Linked DNA regions of Capra hircus: region 1 is linked to region 2. A link is a contact called in public Hi-C data. All regions are on one chromosome and are shown on one strand. Each heading gives the region's core, a stretch centred on a gene start, on an enhancer-like site or on the middle of the called end of the contact. The rest is flanking DNA. Distances are from core to core; before and after follow the strand shown.

What was found. A called contact is a pair of places that touch in the nucleus more often than the background predicts.
Region 1: a Hi-C map of blood shows a contact between it and region 2, with 2.9 times the contacts expected there. The contact joins the promoter of SDC3 here to the enhancer-like site in region 2. A contact is called at or near these places in 4 of 5 Hi-C or Micro-C datasets (blood and liver).

Annotation. Positions count from the first base shown.
Region 1 is chr2:13,304,723-13,307,547 of ARS1.2, reverse strand. It overlaps SDC3 (syndecan-3), which reads left to right and starts at 1,384. Exons shown (of 5, transcript XM_018057257.1): 1 at 1,384-1,536. The coding sequence starts at 1,399.
Region 2 is chr2:13,202,805-13,205,504 of ARS1.2, reverse strand. No RefSeq gene overlaps it. Among named protein-coding and RNA genes, the nearest start is that of LAPTM5, 45 kb to the right of the region's middle. Within about 2 kb of position 1,449, at least 1 of the 5 cell types and tissues checked has an H3K27ac peak or open chromatin away from gene starts, as enhancers often do.

The DNA.
Region 1 (2,825 bases), core at 135-2,634, 100 kb before region 2:
CTCCCGGAATTCACTCAAACTCATGTCCATCGAGTTGGTGATGCCATCCAGCCATCTCATCCATCATCTCATACATCTTCTCCTCCTGCCCCCAATCCCTCCCAGCATCAGAGTCTTTTCCAATGAGTCAACTCTTCTCATGAGGTGGCCAAAGTACTGGAGTTTCAGCTTTAGCATCATTCCTTCCAAAGAAATCCCAGGGTTGATCTTCAGAATGGACTGGTTGGATCTCCTTGCAGTCCAAGGGCTCCAGTAGCATATTGGTCACCTACCCACCTGGGGAGTTCCTCTTTCAGTATCCTATCATTTTGCATATCTATACCCTTCTTCCTCCAAAACAGGTGGATGGGAGTGAGCGGAAAACACATTCACTGATCCAACGAATAGGCACTGAACCGCTGTTCTGCACCAGAGCAGTGCTGGGGACAGAGCAGTGAGCAAGACGACCAAGCCGCTGCCCTCCTGGGACTCTCGTGTAGTGGTGGGAGACCCCAGAGGGTAAGCGAAGTGCCTCATACGTCAGGCGGAGATAAAAGCCACAGAGAAACCCACGATGAGCACCCAAGGGAAAATGACCACAGCTCGGGACACCCCCCCATCTGGGACATACTTTTCACACCACCTGCGCTGGGAGCAGAAGGGTCTGCAGCCTACAGTGAAGAATCCGAGTCTGGGAGAGCTGGCAGCGCCTGCCTGGGGTCACATAGCTGCGGGGGAAGAAGCACCTGGCCAGGCCTGTCCACCCAGTGACCCGGGGCCCAGAGGGGAGACTGAGGCCTGCTCTGCGGTCCCGCTGCCCACCCGTGTCCTGGAGACATCAAAGCCCAATGAACTCGGATGACCTGTGGCCCCCTCTTGTGGATCGGCTAGAGGGGCTGATGGGTCCTGGGAGAGTCAGTGAACCCTTAGCAGGAGGGTACCCACGGCCAAGCAGATGAGACCCATCTGCACGGACTCTGACGAGCCAGGTCGTACCCCGCACTTCCACGCGGGGTCCTTCCCCCTCCAAGCCCCGCGACGGCCAGGGGCGGCGCGCGCTGCGGGTCCCGGTCCCCAGAGCGAGGTTCAGTGAGGCCGGCGACCCGTCCCCGCTCGCGCGATTTCCTCGGCACCCCTGTCCCGCGGCGGGCGGGTGCGTGCGGAGCGCGGGGCGCGCAGGGACCCCGGCGGCGGGGGGGCGCTCAGCGCCGGCCCCGCCCCTCCGCGCCCCGCCCCCCGCGCTGGGGGCGGCCCGGCGGCAGCGCACGCTTCCTGCGGGCGCGGCGGCCGTGGGCGCGGAGCTGCCGGGCGGAGCCGGGCCGCCGAGCCGGAGCCCCGACCGAGAGCGCGCCGGGCCAGCCGCCGGGCCGCGCCGCCGCCGCCGCCTCGGGAACAAAGGCGCCCGCCGCCGCCGCCGCCATGAAGCCGGGGCCGCCGCACCGCGCCGGGGCCGCCCACGGGGCTGGCGCCGGAGCCGGGGCCGCGGCCGGGCCCGGGGCCCGCGGGCTGCTCCTGCCTCCGCTGCTGCTGCTGCTGCTGGCGGGGCGCGCCGCGGGGGTGAGTGCCTCCCGTTCCCGCGCCCCGCGCCGGCCTGCGGGGAGCCGGTGCCTGGCCGCCCGTGCCTCCCGGGGGCTAGTATTCCCGCCGGCGGGGGGACCCTTCCCCGAGGGCGGCCTGGGGTCCCGGCGGGGGTCCGGGCGCGGGGCCGCGCTGGGCGTGTCTCGGGTCTGAGCGGACGTGGCTTGGTGCTTCGTGGGTGTGCCCGGACCGCGGCCACTTTTAGGGAATGGGGTCGCCTCCTCCTGCGGGGGGGAAGGGTGTGCTTTCGGTTTTTCCCTCCGAGGGTCGTTGCAGGAGGGCCGGGGGCGGTGTGTGGGGGGGCTGGCGGCCCGGGGAGGGGGAGGGGAGGAGGGTGACTTGTGTGAAGGTGACCTGAGGGGGTGGGTGAGGATGACCGCGTGTGTGGCCAGCTCCGTGGAGGGTGCTGGGACCCGTGGGGTGTGCACGCGTGAAGGATGAGGCGTGAGGACCAGCCCGTCCCTGTGGATGGGGGCCCCGTGCCCTACCTGCGTGTGGTCGTGTCAGGGTGACCCATTGTGTCTGTGTGCACCCGGGGCCGGGCTGGAGACCGTTGGCCATGCTGAGTGTGCTTGCAGGGGGTGACTGTGTTGGGGGGAGGCCTCTGTGGTGTGTGTGTGTGTGCAAGCGTGTGCAGGCAGGTGTATGGTTGACCCGGTGCATGGAGCACGCACCTCTCCAGGGCCGCGCGTGTGCTGGTAGCCGTTAGTATACATGTATGACTTGACCCCTCAGTGTCTCTTTGACCGCAGCAGGCTCAGTCCTGGCTCCATCAGGGGCAGCAGGAAGAAAGGCCACCTCCTCCTCCTTGCGGGACCCAGGTCCCAAGTGAGTTCCCCATCGGCACGTGTCTGGAGCCTGGCCTGGCCATGAACTGGGGAGACTTCTAGTTCCCTTGGTTGGTTCTAGGAGTTATGCCTGGCACCCCCCATTCCCCAGGGTGAGAGGAACCCAGGCCTTTCAGGCAACCCCCCAGGTGCCTACTCTGCCCCTTCAAGTCTCTTTGGGCCTCAGTTGGCCAGTCTGTGAAATGGGAGGAGGTTGGGCAGGGGCTTTTCAGACAGACATGCTATTCCTCAGTCCTCCCCATCTGTCTGAGGGCTTTGAGCTGGGTTGGGTGGGGTGGGGAAGTGTTGAATGCCAGGCTGAGTACTGGGCCTCGTGGGCTGGGTGCCTCATCCCCAAGTCTCCCCCAGATGGAGTGAGGAAAAGAGGTCCCTGGGAAGGACAGAGATCCAACCCATCCTGGTAACTGGGTCCCTTTCTCA
Region 2 (2,700 bases), core at 200-2,699:
GGCTTGGGACTATGGCCTTGACTCTGATTGTCTGGGGGCCTGAGGAGGGTCATACTTCCTCAGGATGAGTCCAGCTGAGTCTTGGCCAGGGGAGGCCTTTGGAATGTCTGCTGGAGGATGGGAGAATGTGAATGTAAGCAATGATTAAAGAGCTCAGGTTGTAGAAACAGACAGCTCTGGGTTTGAATTCTGCCTCTGCCACCTGTTAGCTGTGCGACATCAGACAATCATTTGACCTTTCAGAATCTCAGTTTCCTCATCTGTAAAATGGGGATAATATGTTTTGGTGAGGATCACAGATATCACATCCAGAGTGCTTGGTGCTTAGTAAACAGTTTGCACATGTCAGCTTTTATTAGTAGGGTCAGAATTAGGCTCTCTAGAATTTGAGAGTCAAGGTAGAATTAGTGAAAATTGGGACCAACGGCTGCCAGTCCATTTGAGGTCTGTCTATGTTTGCTTCTTGGAATCACCCAGAGGACCCTGCTGGGGAGTCAGGAGGGCCATGACCTCAGAGCTGGCATTTGGGTAATAGCAGGATGAATAGTGAAGCAGATCTGAGTTCAAACCCTGCTTCTTCTACATACCTGCAGGGTGACTTTGGGCAATCTTTGTTCCCTTTTAGCTTCAGTTGCCCCTTCTGTAAGATGGGGGCATTATTACTTGCCCCAAAGGAGTTTGGTAACAATTTAATAATATTGTTATACTGGACACAAGTATCCATCCAGTTGTCAGTTCCTTAGACCTCAATAAATGTTTTATTTCTTAAAATGATTTCCTCCCCAGTAAATCATTTTCCCTGTCATATTATTTGTTTTTGGAGAACTATGTGGGCTGCTTGTAGCTGGTTTTCTTCCGTCCATCCCTCCATCCACCAAATGCATCCATCCCTCTTTAATGCCAGACCTGCAATGTGCACTGAGGATCTGGATAAAGCAGTTCAGAGAGACGTGATTGCCCAGAGGAGCAGGGATAGGCTTCCCTAGCTGAGAGGTGAGATGCCTCGCTCAGATTTGCAGGCGCGATCAGGACTGGCCCGCGTGGGTTGCACTGCTTATGTGCAAAGGCACAGAGGCCTGGTCCTGAGACTGTGAAGCTCTTGGAAAACCAGAGTAGGAGAGGGTACAAATGAAGAAGACTCACTTGTTTCCAGGGTCCTTCTAGGGCTGGGCTCCTTGATCTCCCGTAAACGGGGTGTGCGCGCCCTCTGCTGGCCTTCCCGCTGACTGCACCTTAGGCTTTGGAGACTCCCAGCCACTGGGTCTGGAAATCAAATGCCCATAAAAGGTGGACTGTCTCAACCGGGAAGGACCCCCGGGATCATCCACCCATGCCTCACCGGTAGAGACAGGAGGCCCCGTGCGGGGCAAGGAGCTTGCGCAGAGCAGGAATTCGAGGCCCTAAGTCCGAGATGGGGCTCTGTCCATGCCTGGAGTGGGGGTGGGGGGCGGTGTTCCTCGCAGGGGAACTCCAGGTAGGGGGTGGGGAGGGGGTGATCGTGGAGCGCAGAGGAGGTTTTCAGATTCTCAGCTCTCACCCCATCTGGCTGGCTCCGTCGTGGGATTTCCTGTTTTGTCTTGGAGCAGCGTCATTGCAACCTGATAGCCACGAAACGGGGACTCAAGGTCTGTGCGTGTGTGTGTGTGTGTGTGTGTGTGTGTGTGTGTCTGTGCGCGTGTGTGAACGGCTGGCGGTGGTGTCCATCAGCAGGTGCCCAGGGCTGGTGACGTCACCGGACAAGTGCTCGGGTCTCCGTTTGAACCGGTTTGCCCAGCCCCAAGTCCTCAGGACCCGCCACCAGCTGGAGCGGGGGCAGTGGACTGAAGGGACGTGAACGCAGGAAAGATGCTTGCCTTCGGAGCCAGGGTCAGAGGCAGGGGTGGTTGCGGGAGCTAGGATGGACTTTGTATTGGGTCGGACGTGGGGAGGGTAGGAGAGATGAGAGTGCGGGCTGCTGCCCAGGCTTCCAACCCTCAATGAGAGGAGGAGGCTGGGGGCACCTGCCCGCAGCCACCGGGTGCCTGAAAGCTCATTACATACGGAGAGCACAGGTTCCTCCTGACCACCTCTTGCCCCCTCCCTGTCCTTTCTCTTGGCTGGGCTGCTGAGTATGTGTGAGCCTGCATAGGCATGTGAGTGTGTGTGCTGTGTGTGTCGCTGCCCGTGGGCTAGAAGCTTGGTGCCACTGGGGATGGGAACCTTAAAAGCCTTATTGCTCCAGGAAGAGGCCTGCTTGGCTGGGAGGTGTGACCTTTTAGGTCCTGTTCTGATCTCATCAAGGCCAGGGGTCTGAGCTTGCTCCCAGTAGGTGGTACCTGGAGACCTAGCCTGCCTTTAGAGTTCAGATGGGAATTCCAGCCCTGCACCCATCTCCCCTGTGGGGTGGTCCCGGTCAAGTCTCTGCCTCTCTCAGAGCCTTAGTGTCATCACTGACAAGCAGGACAATGATCTCTAGCTCGCAGGTGTCTGGGGAGGATGGAATGGGGTTTTGCAGGCCGAAGTCTCAGCACGGTGCCTGGCACCTGGCATGCCCTGGATGAAGGGTGGAGGGTATTATTATTTTTAAACCAGGCGCCCTATCCCTCAGTACTCAGGCTACCACCTACCTCTCTGACTTCGTCTCTTTCTTCTTCCTCTTGTTCCAGCCACACTGGCCTTCCACCCACACTTGGAGAATACCAGCCCTGGTCCAGTCCAGAG